Linked DNA regions of Sus scrofa: region 1 is linked to region 2. The links are chromatin contacts, called in public promoter capture Hi-C maps. All regions are on one chromosome and are shown on one strand. The core of a region is the stretch at or near the end of the contact, and the rest is flanking DNA. Distances in the headings are between cores, read along the strand shown.

The links. Promoter capture Hi-C pulls out the DNA fragments that hold promoters and counts their contacts.
Region 1: a promoter capture Hi-C map of liver shows a contact between it and region 2, with 2.3 times the contacts expected there. The contact joins the promoter of ZSCAN29 here to the promoter of SERF2 in region 2. A contact is called at or near these places in 1 of 5 promoter capture datasets (liver), 1 of 47 Hi-C or Micro-C datasets (epiblast stem cells) and 1 of 2 datasets of contacts at active chromatin or transcription factors (alveolar macrophages).

Annotation. Positions count from the first base shown.
Region 1 is chr1:128,082,284-128,089,645 of Sscrofa11.1, reverse strand. It overlaps ZSCAN29 (zinc finger and SCAN domain-containing protein 29), which reads right to left and starts at 5,581. Exons shown (of 7, transcript XM_005659684.3): 1 at 5,052-5,581; 2 at 4,120-4,556; 3 at 3,457-3,661; 4 at 811-1,503. The coding sequence starts at 4,437. It overlaps TUBGCP4 (gamma-tubulin complex component 4), which reads left to right and starts at 5,607. Exons shown (of 18, transcript XM_021096979.1): 1 at 5,607-5,969. The coding sequence starts at 5,892. ADAL (adenosine deaminase-like protein) reads left to right here. Exons shown (of 10, transcript XM_013993097.2): 10 at 1-212.
Region 2 is chr1:127,765,157-127,771,969 of Sscrofa11.1, reverse strand. It overlaps SERF2 (small EDRK-rich factor 2), which reads left to right and starts at 4,452. Exons shown (of 3, transcript NM_001190206.1): 1 at 4,452-4,520; 2 at 5,138-5,246; 3 at 5,869-6,210. The coding sequence starts at 4,514. The coding sequence ends at 5,932.

The DNA.
Region 1 (7,362 bases), core at 4,332-6,831, 320 kb before region 2:
AAAAAAAAAAAAAAAAAGACTTCTAAGTCCTATTAAAATGCCAGTGTGTGCTGTGAATCTCATAAAGGAAACTGATTTTCCCCAACTTTGGGCAGTCCTACGTTATACTACTATAAGTAAAATGGAACACATAATAAACTGAGTTTGGAAGAGCAAGGTGTTCACATAAGGCATTCAGAAAACAGTAGTTCTCCTTAAAAGTAATAAATACCATGCCAAGTTTTTCTCAGCCTTTAGTGATTTTATAATCAGGAAAAGACATTTTAAGAAAGGGAAGGAATGGTATTCCTTTTCAGAACTCTTGAATTTTCTGAGCATATTTCTTTAAGATATCTAAAATTGGAGTTCCCGTCGTGGTGCAGTGGTTAACGAATCCGACTAGGAACCATGAGGTTGCGGGTTCGGTCCCTGCCCTTGCTCAGTGGGTTAATGATCCGGCGTTGCCGTGAGCTGTGGTGTAGGTTGCAGACGCGGCTCGGATCCCGCGTTGCTGTGGCTCTGGCGTAGGCCGGTGGCTACAGCTCCGATTCAACCCCTAGCCTGGGAATCTCCATATGCCTCGGGAGTGGCCCAAGAAATAGCAACAATAACAACAACAACAACAACAAAAGATATCTAAAATTATTCTCCACTTACTATTAGTTCACTGATTTTCCCACAAAAGAGAATGAAATACACAACTGAGAACTGCCTCTCTTCTCTATTTAAGTGACAAACCTGGTAGGTGACATTAGGCTTCCTGACTTTCACATCCAGTCTCATATAACTCCTCAGTCTAATCCTAAAACCCCAAGAAGAAAGGTTCCTTACCACTTGGGCTTCGGAAAAGGACAGGCGTGGTGGAGTTGTCGGTGTCCTGGGGAGTGGCCTCCTGGCCCACTTCATCACTGTCAGACTCTTCAGCCATGGCCTCTCCTCTGTCCTCATGCTGCCAGCCCTCTTGCTCCGGTTCCTCAGTCTCAGCATCACTGGCCACTAGGCCAGAGTGGGAGGCTGCCTCCTCCAGGCCATTACTGGGCAGGGCAATGACCTGGGCACTCATCAGGGCTTCCATCTCTTCAAAGAAGGGGCAGGTCTCAGGAGGGTGGCCACTCTTGACTTTCCGATAGCTCTTCTGGAGACCTTTGAACTTGGTTCGACACTGTTCCAGGGTCCGGAGGAAGCCATACTCCCTGAGCCGCTCAGCCACAGCCTCATACACTTGGCTGTTTCGATGACAGTTTCGGAGAGCCTCATAAAACTCAGTCTGACTGAGAATTGCAAGGAGTGTTCTGGTCTCTTCATAGCCCCAGTGTACACCTGCCACCTTCTCATCCTCAAAGCCCCAGTGATCCTGTTCCACCCTGCTTTTTCTCTCTCTGCTGGATGGTAACAGATCAGCATGCAATTGTCTGTCTCCTGTGTGACGGCCTCTTGGGAGTTCCTTCTCCTTGGAGCCCAGATCTGGGATCCATGGCTCTCCTTGCTCCAATTTGGAGACCATGGATTTAGAAAATGGTAATCCTGCTTGCAGGGAAGCAAACAAAGATGTCAGTTTGGACTGATCATAAAAAACATCTCTGAGTCCAGACCTGTTTTTTTTATCCAAGAGGCTTATAAAAGGATCTAAAGAAATGTTTTCAGAAAGTTTGGTGTGTTTAAGAAAGTGGGAGAAATATGTGAAACCTCAAAAAATGAGACATTTTCCAGAGCAGGGTGACGAGAGAGAAGATTGTTATGTGTTCAGAGCAGATAATTCTGTTCCCAGTTGTTCCCTAGCCCTGCTGACCACTGTAGGCAGGTCCTGCCACTGTTTGAAATAGTCACCTCCTGTCTCTTATATAGTTGGCCCTTGAACAATGTGGGGATTAATCTGAATATAGCTTATAGTGGACCCTCTGTATCCAGGGTTTCTCTGCATCTGCAGATTTAACCAATGACAGCAGCATATTTTTCAATTACTATTGGAAAATATCCACATGTATTGGACCCATGCAGTTGAAGCTCATGTTGTTCAAGGGTCAACTGTAGTTCTCCACTTAGGGCCAGAGAATTAAACTCAGTGATCTCAAGGAGGAGTCTGTCTTCCTTCACACACAGTCACCAAGTGCTAAAGGTTTTCTCTTAGTATATTCTTTATTCCTACTGTACCATCCCAGTCTTAGACCCCTTACCTTCTCACACCGGGGAACTGCTGCAGTCACTGTCCTACCTACCTCTAACCTCTTGCTTCCTCAGCTCACGTACTTTATGTACTGCCAAACCTTAACCTGATTGTCTACCCATGCTTGACCCATTCATACCAGATTCCCCGCCTCCAGAACAAACACAGCAGATGTTTATTTACCACTCTGTGCCTCTTCTTTCTTTTAACTGTCTCCCTTCTATTCACATTCAACCCATTCATCAAGAAGCTGTATTTGCCAGTGCCCCCTTGAGGCATTCCCTACAGTTCCCTCATCTCCCACTCTGACAAACCCGTGTCACAGTGAGTAACAAGGCATTGTTTGGCATTGCTTCAATACAGTTCAGCACATATTTATGTTTGAGAACAGACACCTTTTCTTATTGCAGAGTACCCTGCCAGGTGCTGAGCACATGGTTGGTGTTCAAATACGGATTAATTCTGCAAGTCTGTGTGTGGGGTTGAGGGATTGCCTCTCGATGACTAAGAGAACCACAACCAAACTGGCTGAGAAGGCTAATGTCTTGGATGATAAGATCAGAATTCAAAACAACCTCAACAAATTAAAGAGCTGATCAAAGGGAGAAAAAAAAACAAACATACAAAAGGGAGTACAAAGAAGAAAAACAAGTTCTACAAAATCAAGTAAAAGAATAAGCACTAGGCACAAAGACAATGGGAAAGCGCTAAAAGTCCTGGGAGTATCAGGTGAACAGCAATCATCAAATAATTAGTTGAGCTATACTGAAAGTATGAAGAAATTCTGAAGTAAAATTCTTACTCTGCCTCTACCTATCAGACCCTCACTGGAGTAATATATAGTTTAATTCTGCACTATGAACAGGCTATTTGGAGAACTTAAAGGTCCAAGAGAGTAACAAAAACTTAGTAGGTCTGAAGAATGGAGCTTCCAAGGAAAAGCTTAAAGAAACAAATACAGTTTAATGTAGAGAAAGAAAACGACTAAAAGGAAGATGTGCCTTCCAGCATAGAAAAGAATTTTTAGCTAGAAAAAAACTGACCCAGTGAGTGTTATCATTACCAGGAGGAAAGAGAGTAATTCCAAGTTCTGGCAAAAACTAGGGAGCAATCCGCTGGCAGACTTATCAAGAGGAAATACAAGAATATTTATTGTAGCAGAGAGCTAAACTACGTACCTTCAGGAGGTCCCCAGCAACTGCACACTCTACAATCTCCACTCACTCCTGACATCCCTTTCCCACTCACTACTCCCAACCCTACTTCCCAATTTAGAATGGCATTCTATCTTCCCATATGAATCTACTCCTCACCGCTCCTTTGAAAAGGTCTGAGCTTCTCCTGTGGGTTCATCTGCTCCCGTGGTCCCAGGTCTGAGCTTCTTGCCCTCTCTTTCTTGGGTACACCCCTGGGCTGGGGTTCCACTGACTCCTGCAGAACACTTAATAACTCTCGTGATGATTTCAGGGGTGTCATCTTCTCCAAGCGCACTTCCTGCCCCTTCATAGAGACTGTGACCTAGAAACAATCCCCATGAATTGTCACTGCAAGGTCATAATGAGGGGTATTCCCAGAGGAGATTATCTGATACCCCAAAAGAGATCATCCTTTGGAGACAAGGCTAAGGTTGGGGTGGGAGGTGATTAATAGTGAACAAATGTCTTTCTTAGTCCATTACTGTTAGCTAAGAGCAGCAGGAACGCTAGATCAAAGCAGTAAGCCAAACTACAGGCTGAAAAAGAATTACCCTTTCTTCCCTGTTAAGTAAAAAAACCCATGAAACTATGAATAACTCATTGTGACATGTAGCACAAGCACATGCTTATTGGTAGCATCTCCCAATAAGTTCTATCTGAAAAAATTACCTGTTAAAGGACCATAAGTATAAGCATCAGCAAGGGAGACTGTGCCTTAGTGTGGCTTTTCATCCTGCCCCTTCCCAGTCACACATTTCTAAATTCCCTCTCCCTGCTCACCGAATGTCCAGGTCTTCCAGGCTCTCTTTCTAAATCTTCCACCAGAGCCACTGCCTCCTCTCCACTTTCTGGACATTGCTTTTGTACCCAATTCTGGATCTCCCCAGGTAAGATGGTCAGGAACTGCTCTAGCACCAACAACTCTACAATCTGCTCCTTGGTGCGCACCTCCGGTCTTAGCCACCGACAGCAAAGTTGCCACAGTTGGCTGAAAGCCTCCCGGGGCCCAGCTACCTCCTGGTAATGAAATCTCCTGAAGCGCTGTCGGAAGGTCTCAGAGTTAGTGCCAGTCCCTCTCAGGGTGGGTTTGGCCATCATTCACAGCAGAAAGCGGCTTTCCTCCATTTAAGGGTCTAGGTTCCAGGGTTTACACCTATCTTCCATGTCCTTGAAGAATCACCTGCAGATGAGTCTCTCTCTGTAAGAAGAATTTCCTCCTAGGGTAGAGAGAGATGGCACTATCAGAAGGAATACACTCATATGTCTAAAGTCTTGCCAGAGCTGGCCTGACTTCCCCTAAGTTCTGCGTGGCCATGTGAGGTAGCACCAACTTCAGGGCAGCAAGCCAAAACTGAGCATGAAGGTGAGAGACCATTCAAAAGCTGCATTTCTGGGCGACTTCCAGGGCAGCCCCGGGGAAGCAGCAGAGAATAAACTACTGACTGCTCCTCTTCCACCCCTCCCCAAGTCTGACCCATTGAGCTCCCCTGGCCAGTGCTGCATAGTGAGTTCAAACCGTAAGGGAGACCTAGAGCTGAGAGGTTTTAAAGGCATGTCACCACCCCGAGGAAGGCAATAGAAAACCCTCTGTCCAGCGGGTCGCCTCTGATCTGCCCCAATACTTCCGCCGTCCTTCCCCAAACCCTCTACGTCCGCCCCGCCCCCTCAGACTCCACCACCACCAATTTCTACCCCAAACAAAAATCAAGTACACAACACTGGGTCTTTGTTTTCCCTCACAGCAGAAGTAATCGCTCAGTAAATATCCGGGAACTACTGACGGGAAATCTCGAGCATTGAGAGAAGTTGGTTTTGACTTCTGAAGCGAGGGCCAGGTGGACTTGGGGAGAGTCACACTGAGTTGGTGGAAAGAGGGAGTCCGAGGGGGCAGTAGTCATGTGTCTCCTGAAGACGAGCTCGAGTGCTGGCCAAGCGCTCCGAGGGCTGCGGTATTCGCGAGTGCGGAGCACAGCTCAAGGAGCGGCGGGTGCGGGGTTCCGGCCTCTTTGTCTTCGCTTTCTGGCCAGGTCACTCTCGGAGCGGTAAGGAGTCCCTCCAGAGGCTTCGGACCGGGGCTAAGGCGCCCTGAGAGCACCCTCTGGCCCACCCCTAGGAGCTTCTCCCACTCGGGATACCCCTCAATCCGCTCGCATCTCTGCCCGTGGGCCAGCCTCACCCACTCGAGGTCTGGCTCCAGCCGGGACTCTCAAGCCTCCCAGTCCAGTTCCCAAACCGGAAGTGAGAGCAGGCGACTAGGGCGCCACAGACGCATGCGCAAGGGCAGCTGCTTAGACACCTCTCGCGGAGCCCCGGCGGGAGCGAGCGAGTGGGCCCAACCGAGCACAGTGCACTTCCGGGACGCGGCTCGCCTATCCCTTCCCTGCTTCCCGTACGCTCTCCGCAGCAGTTCTCTCAGCGGATAAAGTCTGGAGGAACCGCCCGTCCAGGAGGCCTGTGCGCGAGTAGAGAAAGGAATACGCGTTTCCTTGGTCGCCTGGTGAGGCTCTGGAGAAAGGTGCAACGGATATAGGGACCGGAGGTCCGCCGTGGAAATGATCCACGAACTGCTCTTGGCGCTGAGCGGATACCCAGGGTCCATTTTCACGTGGAACAAGCGGGGTGGCCTCCAGGTACAATCCGGCTCAGAGCGCGGGAACTAGCGAGCAGGGAATGGGTGGACCTGAGCCACTGCGTGGGGGAGGAGCCTTAGGGGGCGTGGCTTGCAGAGCTGAGGCGGGGGCGGGGGGGCGTGTCCTTGAGCAGGTAGCTGGAGGGCTGTGCCGGAGGGGCCTACCACGGTGTAAACACCTTGAGAGGTTTGGGCTACGCTGGGAAAAGGAGGGCAGACTCCTGAAAGGCCCTGCCTTGGGGAAGAGGAGGGAATCCAGGGCTGAGCCTAAGGATGAACTATCTGAATGAGAGTTGCTGGGGAACTGGATGTAAAAATGAGGGAGATGCTTTCTCCCATCTTCACACTTGCACTCTGTTTTAAGCTGTTTTGAAAATTTGTCCAAATACGTAGTATCTAACACAGAATACGACTTCAGTCAATTATTTTGAATGAAAAAGTGAATGAGGGTGTTTCCCTCTACTCCTTGACCAGGAAATTTCTTCTCCAGAAGAATTTGGAGGGAGGCCTTCATGTAACCAGGAATGTATGAGAAGGAGGGGCCATGTACTACATGTATTATCTCATTTAACTTCACAACCACCTATCTCCGTTTCACAGATTAACTCTGGTGTCAGGTATTAGGCAGTTAATAATTAGCAAACTTGGTCTTGAACCCAGATCTGTCTGGCTCCAGTATCTGAACCACTCTTCTTTTCTACTTATGCTTCCAGTAGTATTATCTAATCATCTCAACAACATAGCAAGTTAGGTATTGTTAGCCCCAGTTTACAAATGAGCAACTTGAAGCTCAGAGAACTTTATGGTGGCTTGTAGTTTTTGGGTTTTTTGTTTGTTTTGCTGCACACACCTCATCTGCTGCGTGTGGAAGTTCCTGGGCTAGAGATGAAGCCCATGCCACAGTTGCCACCTGCTTTACAGTTGCCGTAAGGTCGGATCCTTAACCTGCTGGACTGTAAGGTAACTTCCTATGGTGGCTAGTCTTGATAAGGCAGGATTTGAATCTATCTGTATACAAAGTCATGCCTGTGTCTATAAGAATTGGTAGTATAGGCTGTAAAGAAGCAGGAATATTACTCTCTTGGTCTATAAAACATAAATTAATCAGATTCCTTTTGTTGTTATTTATTTTTTACTACAAAACTAGGACAAGGCATATAGGAGAAGAATATTCAGGAAGCATGTATGTGTGCTTGATTGAAGTAGAAAGAGAGAACACACTATGGGAACAATAACAGCCTTTTTTTCTTATTTAAAATGTCTCAATTGGATATTTTCCTAAATTCTCAGATTTAAAGAGAGAATTTCACCTTCTCAGAAAAATTTTCTCAGACCACCTCTTTAAGAATATTCCTTATGCCATTATTTTGTTTTTTTTTAACGGTTTTTATTTT
Region 2 (6,813 bases), core at 3,203-5,702:
TCTAATAATCAGCGATGTTGAGCATTTTTTCATGTGCTTGTTGGCCATCTGTACCTCTTCCTTGGAAAAATGTTCAGGTCTTTTGTCCATCTTTTCATTGGGTTGTTGGCTTTTTTGCTGTTGCTTGTATATTCTAGAGATTAAGCCCTTGTCAGTTGCATCATTTGAAACTATTTTCTCTCATTCTGTAAATTGTCTTTTTGTTTCCCTATTTGCTAACTCTTAACTCTGTGCTAAATTTGTTTATTAATTTATTTCATATTGAGCCACCTTGTGGCATATGGAACTCCCAGGCCGGGGATCAGATCTGAGCTGCAGTCTCGACCCAATCTGCAACTGTGGCAATGCTGGATCCTTAACCCACTGTGCCAGCTGGGGATAAAACCCACGTTCCAGTGCTCCCAAGATGCTGCTGATCCCCTTGTGCCACAGCAGGATCCTGTCTAGTTATTTGTTTTATTTGTTTATTTATTTGTTGTCTTTTTAGGGCTGCACCTATGGCATATGGAAGTTCCCAAGCTAGGGGTTGAATCAGAGCTGCAGCTGCTGGCCTATGCCACAGCCACAGAAACGCGGGATCCGAGCCACGTCTGTGACCCACACCACAGCGTGTGGCAATGCCGGATCCTTATTTTGACCAAGGCTAGGGACTGAACCTGCATCCTCTTGGATACTAGTCAGATTTGTTTCTGTGGAGCCACTATGGGAATTCCCTGTGCTAGTTTAAGTGAAGGTATTTTCTCTGCCCCTAGGCTGTTGGCCAGCCGTCACAGTTCTTTACCATATGGGCATCTCATAACATGGCAGCCTGGTCTCCCTGAGCCAGTGATCCAAGAGAGAAAGGAAAGCAGATGCTACATTGTCTTTTTTTTTTTTTTTTTTTTGTCTTTTTGCTATCTCTTGGGCTGCTCCTATGGCATATGGAGGTTCCCAGGCTAGGGGTCCAATCGGAGCTGTAGCCACCAGCCTACGCCAGAGCCACAGCAACGCAGGATCCAAGTCGCGTCTGTGACCTACACCTCAGCTCACGGCAATGCCAGATCGTTAACCCACTGAGCAAGGCCAGGGATCGAACCCGCAACCTCATGGTTCCTAGTCAGATTCGTTAACCACTGTGCCACGACGGGAACTCCTACATTGTCTTTTAGCATCAGAAGTGATAAACCATCATCTCTACCATATTCTAGTGGTCACATAGACCACTAGATATAGGGTGGGAGAGGACTGCACAAGGATGTGAATACCAGGAGGGAAGGATCATTAGGGGCCATTTCTGAGACTGGCTACTATATTAAGGCTAAGAGGAATTTGGAGAAGGAAGAGGAAGTTTTAAAACTGAAGAAAGAGATGGAGGAGACATTAACTAAATGCCTATTGTGGGCCAAATACTTTATACCAAGTTATCTATATTAATCTTTTCCACAACATTGAGGGGTAGGTATAATTAGCACTTTTCATATAAAGGAATTGAAGCATGGAGAAAATGAGTGTCCAAAATGAAAATCAAATCCAGTAAGTAGCAGAGTTAGAATTTGTATGTTGTTATGTGTGTCAGCAATGTAATTAATCTATTATATTTAGTATGTACCAAATGTGGGACATATGCTACTAGTGGTATGAGAAGTAATTTTATTTTATTTTATTTTTTCTTTTATGGCCCACACCTGTGGCATATGGAAGTTTCTGGGCCAGGGATTGGATCTGAGCCAGAGCTTCCATCCACACCCCAGCTGCAGCAACACTGGATCCTTAACTCACTGCACCACATTGGGAACTCCTAAGAGAAAAAATTTTAATTGGTATAGAGACATAGCATTAAGCAACATTGAAAGTATGAAAATTAAATGCTTTTCAATCTTCTGATTATGTCAATAGAAAGCTTCAGTTTGGAAGACTTATGCCTTATTACCCCTCCAACACTTGTTAATTTCTCTAAGAAAGAGAAAGCAGAAGTTCCAGTGTGGCACAATGAGTTAAGGATACAGCATTGTCACTGCAGCGGCTTTTAAGATTTATTTATTAAAAAAATCTTTTTTTTCGCTGTGGCACAAGTTCAGTCCTGGCCTGGGAATTTCCATATGCCATGGGATCAGCCAAAAAAAAAAAAAAAAAAAAAAAAAAAAGCAAGAGCGAGGACAGGCCCCAGGCTCAGTAATTTTGATAGTGACACTCTTCTGGTAGAAATTTAATAATATATTTCATTTTCATTGTATTTATTCATTTACTCATTTTTTTTTTTTTTGGTCTTTTCTAGGGTCTCACTTGTGGCATATGGACGTTCCCAGGCTAGGGGTCCAATTGGAGCTGTAGCTGCCGGCCTACACCACAGCTCACAGCAATGCCGGATCTTTAACCCACTGAGCGAGGCCAGGGGTCAAACCCGCAACCTCATGGTTCCTAGTCGGATTCGTTAATGACTGAGCCATGACAGGAACTCCTATTCAGTTTTTTTTTTTTTTAAATGTCATTTTCTGTTTCTTTTCTTTTTGGCTGCACCTGCAGCATTGAGAAGTTCCTGGGCCGGGATGGAACTAGCACCACAGCAGTGACCTGAGCCACAGCAATAAAAACTCTGGATCCTTAACTCCCTTCATCACCAGGGAAATCTTCATTGTATTTATCTATTTATTTTTTCATTTATTTAATTTGGAAGTTCCCAGTTAGGGGTCATATTGGAGCTACAGCTGCCAGCCTACACCACAGCCACAGCAACAAAGGATCTTAGCTGGGAGCTGCGTCTGTGACCTACACCACAGCTCACAGCAACAAAGGATCTTAGCTGGGAGCTGCGTCTGTGACCTACACCACAGCTCACAGCAAAGCTGGATCCTTAATCCACTGAGCGAGGCCAGGAAATGAACCTGCATCCTCATGGATAGTAGTTGGATTGTTTCTGTTGCCACAATGGGAACTCCACATTGCATGTATGTATTTATTTTAGTGATTTTTATTTTTTCCATTATAGCTGGTTTACAGTGTTCTGTCAATTTTCTACTGCACAGCAAGGTGACCCAGTCACACATATACATATACATTTCTTTTTCTCACATTACCATGCTCCATCATAAGTGATTTGATATAGTTCCCAGTGCTATACAGCAGGATCCCATTGCCTATCCATTTCAAAGGCAATAGTTTGCATTGTATTTATTTTTATAGTTACTTCATGTTTGTGGGCAAGCAGTAACTGATTTTAAATTTACTAAAGGAATATTAAGTTTGGGCTGTATTCTTCACTTAAAACTGATATAATTTTTTTTTTTTTTGGCCACGCCCCAGGCATGTGGAAGTTTCTTGGCCAGGGATCTAACCTGCCTGTGCCACAGCAGCTCCAAGGCAGATCCTTGAACTACTGTGCCACTAGGGGGCTTCCGAAAAATTTTAACAAGAAGTAGTAGTGATTACTTGGATATGGCAAAAATCATGAGAATTTCCTGAATGTGGTTTATTGCATGCCCATTAGCGCTACGTTGAGACAGAAGCAAGTTTGAAGTTCTAGCCTCAAGTCAGTTCTGCTATGGGCATTAGCTAGAGAAAATCACAACCAATCCCTTCCTGTGAGATTTCCTAAGCATTTCTCCTTTATCCAGTGAATTCCCCAGGATAGGTAGGGAGTCGTAGACAGATTAGCAGTGCTGGGAATGAGAATTCAGCGGGAAGTCTAATCTTCCCGCCCTATTCAACTACCAATTACAAGCCAGGTATGGCTGGTGGAGATAGTAGTAGAGAAAGCTAGAGGGAGAAATGGACATAGCATGTGCATTTCCCAATCTCTCAGTCTGTGACTTTGGAGTCCTTCAATACTTGCAAGCAACATATTTAAAGCTTCCGTGGCGATAAGAGTAGGATCAAATTTTAGGACCTACAGGATGTGGTTGCTTATTTCCATATTGGAGGAGTTTGGATGGGGGAACAATGGGGTTGGAAGGGAGTTTCTGAAGTTGCGTCTGTACGTGATTTTACAGCGTACGTGAATTCAGGTGTCCTCATGAGTGGCTCGGTAGCGGTGGGGAATCCTAACCACAGAGTTTAGCCCCAGAGTCTTGCGAAAAGAACCTGGGGGACCATTTCCGCCGCCGAGATGCCCCGCCCTCCGTCCCTCCAAGGTTTCCTATGGGCGAGTTTGTCTCCCAAACCTTCCCCGCATGAGGTCACTCTGCCAGGTCACGTGCTCAAGCCCGCGGGAGCGCCACATCGCCAGCCGCACCCCTCCACCCCCACCCTGCCCACGTGACCCGGCCTACTTTCTCCCCACCCGACCCAACGACTTGCTCGGGAAGCCCCGCCCCACGCCGTGCGCTCTGCCTACGAACCTCCGCCTCTCAGCCGTCCGGGCTCAAGCGTGGCCCGTGGCCCCACGTGTTTACTCCTGTCCAATGGGAGTCGGAGTCCGGGAGCGAAGGGGCGGGGAGGAAAAGACGACTTCTTTACGCTGCGAGAAAGGGGCGGGGCTTCCAACGTCGTTCTGAGCGAGGGGACGCAACGGAGGCAGGCCGGAGCCGCTGCCGTCGCCATGACCCGTGAGCACCGAATCCCCCTTCTCTTGCCCCTTTCTCCTCTTCACCCTGCACAAGACTGCCAAATCTCGGCACTGACCTCCTTTTGGCTTCGCCAGCGAGACCCTTCTCTGGGAGAGGTCTATAGCGACCCTCACCCTAGCAGCCCGGAAATCGACCCTTCGCCCACCGCCACTTTTTGAGAACCTTACCCCCACCGCCCCTTCAGGCAAAACCCTTCCCAGACCTTCCGTGGTGTGGGGAGAAGCCCTGTGCCCCTGTGGTGGACCCCGAGCTCCTCTACTCCAGATCTCTGCCCATCCCCCACAGAGATCCATACCACGTACACCCACCACCACCACCACCTGTCTGGGCCCCCATGCTGCAACGAAATTCGAAACTTGTCTCTAGCAGGCTTCTCGGGACTGTCGTCCCTCGATTTCCCAGTTTGACCTGCCCCGTGGCAGCTTCCGCACCCCCCCTCCCCGCCCAATCTGCAGTCTAGGCCCTGAAAAACGGTCCCGTGTCGACGCCTGGGGAATGAAGTATTGGACCCTACTGGTGTCCCGGGTCAGGGAACAGGGTTGTCGGTGTGTGGCCAGAAAGGCTCTCGCGTCTCACCTTTTACCTTTTTTCTTTAGGCGGTAACCAGCGCGAGCTCGCCCGCCAGAAGAATATGAAAAAGCAGAGCGACTCGGTTAAGGGAAAGCGCCGAGATGACGGGCTTTCTGCTGCCGCCCGCAAGCAGAGGTAGCCCCAGGGAGGGGAGGGGAGGGTGGGGTGAGACCTGGGTTAGACCAAGGGTTGTACCAGCAAAGAGAACTACCTCAGGGCTTACCATCTGGACTAGTCGTGAGGGGCAGAGTGCATTGTTTGCTCTAGGGTTTTATTCCTCTCACCTTCTAAATTGTTAGCTCACAGCCATATAGGAACGGACTGGGGCTGGTGCTTACTCTCGGTCTGATTTGTGAGTGCCCCCCGGGTCTGACCTTAAGGGCAAGGGCAGGGAACTTCACATTTCAAATGCAGTAGTGGTTATGACAGCCCAGTCCTTTTGGCCCTCCTTGCAGTTCATTTGTCCTCCCTTCTCCCAACCTTTCTCACTGGTGTTGCTGGGTGTGGTACTTGGCACAGAATAGCCTTGGGCCTGTGTGGCCAGACTTCTGACCCCTTGGGCAAAAGCCAGATAGAGACTGATTGCCTTTTGAGCCTCAGCTCTCTTCCTCTTGTTCTCCTAGGGTGGGAATATAGCAGCCACACGCTGAATTTTGTCCCATCCACTTCCATCTTATCCTTTGTGCCCTTCATCCCCCTGCATCTTGTCCTTTTTGCCCTCTGGTACCTCCCAGTGCCCCATCATCTCTACCCCCAGGGACTCGGAGATCATGCAGCAGAAGCAGAAAAAGGCAAACGAGAAGAAGGAGGAACCCAAGTAGCTTTGTGGCTTCGTGTCCAACCCTCTTGCCCTTCGCCTGTGTGCCTGGAGCCAGTCCCACCACGCTCGCGTTTTCTCCTGTAGTGCTCACAGGTCCCAGCACCGATGGCATTCCCTTTGCCCTGAGTCTGCAGCGGGTCCCTTTTGTGCTTCCTTCCCCTCAGGTAGCCTCTCTCCCCCTGGGCCACTCCTGGGGGTGAGGAGGTTACCTCTTCCCAGTGTTTTTTATTCCTGTGGGGCTCACCCCAAAGTATTAAAAGTAGCTTTGTAATTCCTTGAGCGCCTGGTTTGACTGGGGATTTGGGGGGTTGGGGATGGAGGAATGGCTGCCTGCCCTTTCCCACCAAAAGGGGAGACCTTTAGACTCCAAAAGGTTGTGGATATGTAGATTAAGTGAAACGTCAAAGCAAAAATCCTTTATTGTGCTACAACAAACAGACAAATATGTTGGGTACGTGGTAGAGAAATCCTCTCAGAACCGTAGGGACTTCTTTTCTGTGATATCAGTCCCACACTCGGACCTTAAACACCATCTTAAGGATGGGGTTGAGGTCCTAAGAAGGAAGGCTCCAAGACCTAAATGTATGCCCCTCTTCCTTATTCTTCCTCAGTTTGCTCACCTTCTTGAAAGTTGGCCCAGATCCTGCTGCTCATTAACTTCCCATGGCTAGCTGCTCTCAAGTGTTCACATTCTCTTCTGTTCTGTCATTCCTCATGGAATGAGGGTGGTTTTTGTCTTTCCATTTCCTTTGACCTCAGCATCAGGATTAAAACCCAGGGTAGTCTCTGCTCCTTTCTTCCTGTGTCCTGGTTTGTTCTGGGCTTCTTACATCCCTGTACCCAGGGCTGAACTACTTATTTTCCTTTTTATCTTCAAGGGCA